2 separate regions of the Anas platyrhynchos genome follow, and region 1 is linked to region 2. A link is a contact called in public Hi-C data. All regions are on one chromosome and are shown on one strand. The core of a region is the stretch at or near the end of the contact, and the rest is flanking DNA. Distances in the headings are between cores, read along the strand shown. Region 1 holds the start of NHSL2 (NHS like 2). Region 2 holds the start of FAAH2 (fatty acid amide hydrolase 2).

Region 1 (4,583 bases), core at 2,062-4,561, 150 kb after region 2:
GGGCCGTGACAAGGACAAAAGCAACAAGCTGGTGTCCCACAGAAGGGGAGCTCTCCAGGAGGGGCTGGTGGGCACTGCTGGAGGTGCCAGCCACTGGGTGATGGGCACCATCCGTGACAGCACACCGGGGAATAACCCAGGGAAAGCAAAAGTCAGCATCACCAACAAGAGATCAAACATTTCAGGACCAAACCCGAGCACAGGCGAGGCACAGAGCAGCAAAACCCGCACGTTTTCGTGACAGCGAGGCACCAGGTTTGGCTCTCCATGTCCCAGGACCTCAGCCCTGGGTCCCAGGTGGAAACAAACGGGCTTTGTGGCCTGGCCGTGCTGCACCCATGGCCTGGGCTTTCATCACTTGTTTCAAATGAGCACATGGAAAAAAAATTCTCTCCCTGGCCTTGGTCCTCACATGTGCCAGGGAGCTGTGTGAGTGCTGGCGTGTTCCCCAAGAGCAGCAAGACGTGGATGTGCCACACTGCCAGCTCCTCTCAATTCACCAGTGCTCCTTTTTCCTGGGCTTGTGAGCCTCAAGTCTCTCCCATCTCAAGTCAAAAAACATTGGGCAGAGAATGGCAACCCTCTTGCACGAAGGATCGTCGGTGTTTCTGTTCTGATCTGGAAGAGAGAAAAAGCACCCTGAAGCAGGAGGTACTAGAGGCTGTCACAGAGCCTTGGGTCTGAGGGGATATCCAGGGACTCCTCGCATCTCTTCAGTCTGGGGAGCAGGGAGGTGCTCCTGGAAGATGGTTTCCTCCAGTCTGGAGGTGAAGCTGCTTCCAGGAACATTTCCATTGCAGTTTGCTGTCTGGGAAGCTGAGCCCTGCCTTGTGGGAATTTTTCTGATGGAAATTTTTCTCTTGCAAAGTCCTGTTGTGAAGGTCTCCTGCCCCAGAGCTGATAACAGGCTTCACCTAATGCCTGTTAGGTCACTGATACAGATCTTAACGTTGGATCTTTGGGCTGGATCATTGGGCTGCTGGCTTCTCCAGCAGCTTCCCATCACCTGAGACATGAATTAATGCTTCTCAAAGAGGTCACCTCTCTTTGGCAAAACGTGAAGGACTGAGGCCAGGGTTCCCCCAGCTTGGTGCTGCCCACAGCCTTCTTTGCGTCTCCGCTTCTGAATCCACATGGTCATAGGTAGGTGCCTGTGCATCCTGCGAGCAGGAGAGGAGCCAGGCAGGAGGGAGGCAGGGTTTGGGTGAGTGCTGCAGCAGGAGTTAAGGCAGGCAGGCTCGAGCGAGCCAAGGGGAACTAAAGTGCAAAACAAGCAAGAGCGCTTGGCCGTCAGCTGCAGGCGATGAGAAATATTTTCCTTTTCTTCTTTGGGCCAAATCTCCAGCAGTGATGCTCAGCAATTCTAGAGCAATTGCACAGTGACACCCAGAGGACAGGCCCCACAAGCTGTAACCACCTCACCCAGTGCAGCTGCCCAGCCAAAAGTGATGGGACCCGGCGGGGCTGTGCAGAGCCACCGAGGAATGAAATCCACGGAAAATGCTCCTCTGCCGCAGCCTGCCTTGGTGCTGGACACATCTCACACCAGGAGGATAAATAATTCATTTCCGTTCTAGAAATGTGTATTTCAATATCGAAAAGTAACACTATTTATTGCCGGGAGAGGCAGTCCCCCCCTGGGCCCTATAAATATTTATGCAAACCGAGGAAGAAAATATGCTGGTAATTTAATATGTCTTTAAAATAAATGTTGCATATAAAGTAGCCCGTATCTAATTAAACATATTGCTGCATTGTATATGGCTGCTGCTCAGCCATTTATAGTTGCACCAATACATTAAAAGTTTAGATTAGAAGAGGGCTAAAGCCGCTGAATATAAATACAAAGCCAAATTTCAGCAGAGAGGGACCTTGCTGTAAACCCCTCACTGAGGATAAAATGATGTTTTCCCATCGCTGTCTGAGTCCATCTAGGGAAGATGGGGCAAAGAGGTGATGGAGACGGATCCTGCTTGGTTTGGGAAGATCACAGCTTCGTGCTGACCGCTCAGAGCAGGGTCTCGAGGCGCAGGGCTTGCTGTCCCCTGATGGACGTGTCCTCAGCTCCATCCTCCAGGTACCGTCCAGGACAGTGACACCTGGCGGTGCGTCTTTTCCCGCTGTCCATGGAGCTATTTTCATGCAGTATTTTCCTTATTTGCTCACAAATTCAAAGGACGCGAGGGGAACGAAAGCGTCCTCGTTCATGCACCAGCACCACAGGGGAGAAACCCACATCACTGCTGGTGTCTTGAGTCCTTCTAGGATGGGAAGTTCAGCAAAGCTCAGTTTTGAAAATTAGGAGCTGACCATGCTTAAACCTCTGAAAATCAGGGAAATACTAAGAAAATGTATATCTGAAGGCAACTTCACTGCCCTCTGCCTGAAAGAGGCAAGTTGTGCATGCAAACACTGCATTAGGAACATGCCGAAGTAAAGCAGAGCTTGGACAAGCTATGAGAAATTGGTCATACGTAGAAATTTGAGGCATCCTGCTCTGCTCTGCTGCTCCCCGTGCCATGGTGTGTGCTGGACCCTCGGGTGGTCTGGGCACACGGGATCACGGCTCGCAGCAGCTGGGGTTTGTGGCTGTAGGTGTCTCAAGCTGTGTTTTTGTGTTTACTGTTGAGTGCTGCACGGCCTGAACTCTGCCCGGTGGGGCTCCAGCTGGCCCAGGAGTTGAAGGAAAGCCGCCTGCAGGTTGCTGGCCACAATTCAGCAGCTTTGGATCAAAGTCAAAGCCCCCTCTGAGGGAAAGGATGAAATGTAAGGTATGTATTAATGGATACCAAATCGGTTATTCCAGAGGGTGAGGTGTACCCATGAAGAAACTCATTTTCAAGCCCATCCAGAACTGCTGAATAATCAGCAAACTCGATCAGCAGATCATCAAAACACCCATCTTCCTGAAGGAGGCACTGGTTGAGCTGCCACCGGCTGTCCTGACCTGTTGCTGGCTTTCTGCAGCGGCACCAAGTAACTCATCAGTAACAAGAGATTTGGCACCTCGGTTTCTCACCCGTGCACTCCTCCCAGGGGAAAAAAAAATGACAGTGAGAATGATCAATCACTGGCACAGCCTCCCCAGGAGTGTGCTGGAGCCCCCATCGCTGGAGACTTTCAAGATGCAACCGTTCAGGGTGCCTCCTGTCGAGGCTCCCTTTCCCCACAACAGGTTGGACCTTACGACCTCGTGAGGTCTCTTCCATCCCGGGCTGTTCTGTGATTCTGTGTGTCTGTGACCGTAGGGATGATCTGTGCATCGTCCCACGTTTCTTCTGCAGAGTTCCCCACCCCACCACTCGCTGCAGCACAGCTCCGCGCCTCCATGGGAAAGCTCAGCTGCTGCCGAAACTCTGACGCAGATGAAAGAAGCACAAAAGCTCCAAGCAGAGCAGATTGAATGCCTCCCGTCGCAGGGCTCCCACGTCTCCTTGGCCTCTCGTGTCTTGCTCAGACGTTTCCCATGGGAAGCCTTGCTGGCGTGGAGTCAAACGCCGGGTGCCCCGATGCAAGAGCTCTCCACTCTCCTTGTTTTCTGCATGATCCCACTTCTTCTTCAGCAAACGCAAGCCAACAACAGCTCTCATTGATTTGGCTCTAGCTCGTGGCCCAGGTCCCAGAGTTTTCTGCTCATGAGTAAAACAGCTAAAGCACAAGCAGCCGTATGTGACCTTACCAGCACATGTTAGCGACAGAACAGCTTGTCTGACGTGCTGCTAGGGAAAAGGTTTGGAAACTAGAAGGATGGTTAAGGGGCCTGGGAGGCAGGAGCAGGAAGAGGGAATTTCACCTCTGAGATGGATCCGAAGTGCAGGGGTTGTGCTTTGGGTAGGGCTCAGCACCGGGCTTGGGTGGCAGCTGGCCCTGCGTCTCCACTGTGTTGGGTCCCTGCCCTCCCAGTTTGGCACTTATTTGGGGAACAGGGCACCGAGTGCGTGCGCAGACACCGACCTCCACCCTTGCCTCTCCACACGCTCTAGGAGAGGAGCCAGACAGCAAAGGCAGGAGGAGAGCGTGCTCCCCGAGCAGCCGGCAGCACATTGTAATGTGGGTAAGTTCTCACCAACATTTATTTAACTAGCTGAGAGACACTTAGCAAATGACACGGGCAGTAATGACAACGTTCTCCGCGCGTTTCAGATGTGCAGGGAACGCAGCCACGGCTGGCAGGACCAGGACAGCAAATTAGGAAGCGGGAGACATTTATTATCGTAATGGGAAGTGACAGTGATGGATCACCTGGCGTGACACTCCTCTCGCCACCGCATGCTAATGGCAGGGACGGAGCTGCTGAGGCAGCCTGCGGTGTGACGAGCCCTGCCAAACCCTGGGGGAGATGGGGAGGGCTCCTCCAGGAGGAACGCAGCCCTGTGACAAACGGGCACCCTCATCCCTTCACAGCCCATGTTTGTGCACTAAAATCTCAGGGCATTTGGAGCAGGAGCTTTCGCACACGCTCTTAGCAAAGCCTGCTCCAGGAAAGTGCCAGCAGTGCTAGGGCAAACAAGAGCAGAAGTTGGAAGGGGGACGTGGGGCTAAGCTGCAGAAGCAGGCTGCAGGTGGGCGCTGGCTGCTCGGGG
Region 2 (4,447 bases), core at 1,287-3,786:
CAGGACCTGCCCTACCTGCACCGTGCTGCTGTGTGCATACTGAACGCTGCTCAGGTGCAAGAGAAAACCAGTTCTGCAACGGCAGGAAAAAGCAGGCGGAACACAGAAAAGGCCAGCTCCACCAGGGAAGCACCAAGAGCAACCTACTTGTGGACTCCGGGGCCAGCCATGACCCGCAGCATCGGCTCCAGGTCCTCGGCGTAGCGGCACATGGGCCCGGTGCAGAGGAAGCTGGTGCGCACCCCCTGTGCGATGGGGAACTGCCCGTCGTTGGGGACCACTCCTGCAAGCAAGGAGAGGTGTCACTCACCACGAGCTGTGTCCCCAGCACCACCAGTGCCAGATGGGGCGAGCCCTGCAGCACCACGGTCTCCCACTGCAGCTCAGGGGTTGCACATCCAATGTTTGCATTGCTGCCCTGGGAACTCGCAGCGGTGCCCTGGGCACCGCATTTCTGCTCCAGGAATTTGTGACGGTGCCCTGGAGATTGTGTTCCTGCTCCAGGCATTTGCAGAGGTACCCTGAGGATTGCACCCGAGCTCCAGGAATTTCCAGTGGTGTTCCTCAGAGCGTTTGCAACCCCAGGGCAATTTGCACAAGGGGCAAAAGCAGCTGGCTGGCACAGCCAAGCACCCTTCCAGGCTGAAAACCACCCCTGACGCCACCTGAAAGCACCCTGTGTCCTTGCTGTCAGGGAAACACCCAAGCAGCATATACCGGTGCTGGGAAAACATCCCACGCTGGGGATGCAATACCTGTCACAAGACACCTCCTGCCTCCCATGCACTTGACGTCCTGCCATCAGATGGTTTCTCATTGCGGCGCTCACGCCATGGGCTTGCCCCGTGCAAGAATTTGCTTGTCGCTGCCCGGCAGCCCCACGGTGGCAAAACCCACTGGAGGCAACCAGCAGAGCTTCCTCCCACCGCCCTCCTCCTCCGTGCATTTCACCTGCAGAGCTTCACCTGTGGTGGGTTTATGGCCAAAGACGCCGTTGAAGAAAGCCGGCATCCGGATGCTGCCGCCGATGTCGGAGCCCACACCTATCACCGAGCAGGCGGCTGCAAGGACGCCACCCTCCCCTCCTGCACAGGAGAAAATAAAGCAAAAACAGTGGTCGATAGCACAGAACAAGCAGAAGCACCCCGCGGTAGGCACTTCCCTTTGTGTGCACGCAAAGTGGCCCCAGCCACTTTTGCAATGTCTGGGAAAACAGGCCAAGCGGATTTTTGCTTGCTTAAATGCCACATCTGCATTGTGCTTTGTAGCCATAACAAGATGAAGCAGTGCCAAGTGTAACACCTAGGAGGTGTGAAGACGCTGGGCCTACAAATCACCTCCTGCACCGCCCCGGACAATGCCTGCAAGCTCTGCAGGAACCCGGCAGCGAGTGAAAGCAGCGTTCAGCGAGAGCAATTTCCTTTGTACATTTTGACCCCTTCCCTCCCCCGGAGCAGCGTGCTCACCTGAGCTGCCCCCCACGATCCTCTGCAGGTCATAGGGGTTGTTGGTCCGGCCGTAGACCCTGTTGCTGGACTCGTACCACATGCACAGCTCGCTGCAGTTGGTCACCCCCAGCGGGATGGCGCCGGCTTGCTTCAGCCGTGAAACCACGGTGGCATCGCAGGTGGCGATGACATCGCGGCGGTTGACCAGGCCAGAGGTGTTGGGCATCCCTGTGAGGGAAGGGTCAGCAAAGGGGAGGCAGATGGGGAGCAGGACACTGTTTCCCCCCAAGCTCCCCGCAGAGGCCACCTAACACCCAAGGCGCTGCGTGCAAGAGGCAGGGGAAGGGGGGAACCCACCGTGCAACGAGAAGGCCTCCTTGACAGTGATGGGCACCCCCAGGAAGGGGAACTTCTCCTCCAGGTAGTCATCGCCGGGACCTTCTGCCAGCAGCTTGTCCACCTGCCGGGCTTCCTGCAGAGCCTCCTCGAACCTGCAGGGCACCCAGGGGAGAGGCAGCTCAGGTGCTGGGGATAAGGGATAAGGGATAAGGGATGAGATAAAGGGGATAAGGTAGCCCCCACGCTACCTGTCCTTGACGACGGCGTTGATCAGCGGGTTCACCTCCTTGATCCTCTCGATGTAGGCTTCCACCACCTCCACGCACGTCACCTTGGGGAAGGGGGGGAGGAAGGCGCTGAGCGACGGGGGCTGCCCCAAAACTCACCCTACACCCCCCCAACCCCCCAAATAAATCCCCAAATAAATCATAAATCCCCATACCCAGCACCCCGGGGTGCCCACCTCCCTCTGCCGGAGCTTCTTGGCCAGCTGGCAGGCTGGCAGCAGCAGCAGCGAGCGGCGCGGGGGGGGCACGGAGCGGGGCGGCGAGGGGGCGGCCAGCCCCAGCAGCGCCAGGCAGGCTCGGGACAGCAGCCGCAGAAGCAGCGCCAGGCAGCGCTCGGCGCGAGACAGCGCCATGGCCGCTCCCAGCGCCCCTAGGGCTCCAAGTGCTCCAAGTGCACCAAGTGCTCCTAGTGCCCCTAGTGACCCAAGTGCGCCAAGTGCGGGCGGGGAAGCTACGTAAACAGCGGAGCCACCGCCCGAAGGAGGGCGCGGTTGCCGCGGTAACGGTGCGGAGCGCTGCGGAGGTGGCGTAGGGTGCGCAGCCGGCGTAAGGCGCCGGGCTCGCAGCGCCGCGGCAAAATGGCCGCCGGGGAGCGGGGCGGTCCCGGGGAACGGGGGGGGTCATCGCCTCCAAGGAGAGCGCTGTGGGAGCTGGGGGTGCGGGGAAGGAATAAATAAGTTGAAGCTAAAGGGTTTTGGAGACCCCCCCGCCGCCCCCCGGACCAAAATCCTGACCCAAAATCTCGGTTTTTTGGCTGTTTTGAAGGTTTTTTTTGTGCCTGCGAAGCCAGCCTGTTTGTGGGAGTCACTTGGGGCGTGCATGCTCCGCGAGGATGCCGGAGCAACCTCTGCCCTGTGGAAACAAGCCTAGCATCAAAGCCAAGTCATCACGATAGAGTGTTTTTTTTTTATTATTATTATTATATATATATATATATACAGCTGTTATCAAAGAGATTGCTTTCCCTGTAAAAGGCGGGGGAGTCTCTTTGTCCCACGTGGAGATGGGACATTTTTTTTTTGTCCCCTGGTGATTTTAATAACCCAATCTCTTTATTTTTTTTTTCCCCTGGCAGGTCTGCCCTGACCACGCGCTGGCACGGGTCCCCCGCCGCGCTCCGTGTCCCCGTGTGTGCCTCCGGCAGTGCAGCAGCAGGGAACCACTCCGTGTGCCCTGACATTGCTGAAACACCCGCACAGGTGGCCTTATCTAGGTCCTCAGGTAGTCTTTGCACTTTCCCCTGCAATATCTAAGCACCTACACGCCCTCAGATTACGACAGGGGCGGATTAGAAAGGTTTCCTCGTGTCTGCGTCTCTGTGTAATCGTGGGTTAGCAAAGCCCCAAAGTCACCTGCTTAGAAGAAATGGTAAGCCAGGACTTGTTAACACTTGGCCCGTGAAATCTGGCACCTTCGTGTTGCTGAGGTGGAGCTAGCAATGAGAAGGCAACTTCGGAGCTTGGGGGAGCCTGGGTCAGCCCCACAGGCTTCTGCCAGAGCGAGAGCACTGACGTGCATCCATCCCCAGGAAGGAGATGGAGAGAATGCCCCTCCTAATCACCGTCCCAGTGCTGCTCTTGTCATTTTTCTGGCAAATTTGCCGTTCCCCCTCAAGTCCTAGCCAAATGTTGGCAGAGAGGGCTAACAGCAAAATCTCTTCTGCCCAAGGTCTCCTCTCCCTTTGCTGCTCTTCCTTAGGCAGCCCAGCTTTGGTGTTGTTTGCTGTGCAAAGTGTCTCCCTTCATCTTCGTCATCTTCAAGAACAGCTTTGAAATTCATACCCGGTCACTTGGCACCAGTGCCCCGCGTCCCCGCTAATCACGCTGTGTGCCAGTGCTGCCCCAGATCGCAGCTAGTGCTGCTTCTCACTAGGACGAGCTTTCTGGGAGCAAAGCCAAAAGAACAGCTACCATAATTCATGGTATCCCAGAGGAACTTCATTTCCATGAAAAATGGAAAGATGAGATAGAAGGTGCTGTAGAAATAAAGTACCAGGACGCCTAAGATCAAAATTAAGACTGCTTTTCAATGGCCATAATCAACCCAACAAGCAAGCAACACCCCATAAGCCAGTTAATTCCAAGCTGATTAAAAAACAAGCAGCCGAGAGCAAGGAGGTTGGAAATAAGCAGTGAAGCTCACACATCCAAAGCTGTCCCCCAGCTAAGGAGAAGAAAAGCATGATTCAGGGTCTTGCATCCCTGGGACTTAGGCCTGTCATTATCACCAGACATTTCAGTATTAACAAAGGCTTAAAAAGACAAGAGCGATTGGCAAGAACGTGTGGAAAGCTGGCGTGGTTCTGCTTGTTGCATGTATGTATGTTGTAACACTAATTGGCCAAGAAACCATGCAGTAAGCTCAGCAGCAGAG

Evidence for each region. Hi-C and Micro-C count contacts between places; a contact is called where the count stands out from the background.
Region 1: a Hi-C map of subcutaneous adipose tissue shows a contact between it and region 2, with 3 times the contacts expected there. The contact joins the promoter of NHSL2 here to the promoter of FAAH2 in region 2. A contact is called at or near these places in 3 of 8 Hi-C or Micro-C datasets (liver, skeletal muscle and subcutaneous adipose tissue).

What each region holds. Positions count from the first base shown.
Region 1 is chr10:8,857,656-8,862,238 of IASCAAS_PekinDuck_T2T, forward strand. It overlaps NHSL2 (NHS like 2), which reads left to right and starts at 3,312. Exons shown (of 8, transcript XM_072043144.1): 1 at 3,312-4,054. The coding sequence starts at 3,748. LOC113844715 (a long non-coding RNA gene) reads right to left here. Exons shown (of 2, transcript XR_005268114.2): 2 at 1,669-4,583.
Region 2 is chr10:8,703,494-8,707,940 of IASCAAS_PekinDuck_T2T, forward strand. FAAH2 (fatty acid amide hydrolase 2) reads right to left here and starts at 2,537. Exons shown (of 11, transcript XM_027465126.3): 1 at 2,230-2,537; 2 at 2,036-2,118; 3 at 1,806-1,939; 4 at 1,467-1,676; 5 at 966-1,085; 6 at 148-283. The coding sequence starts at 2,427.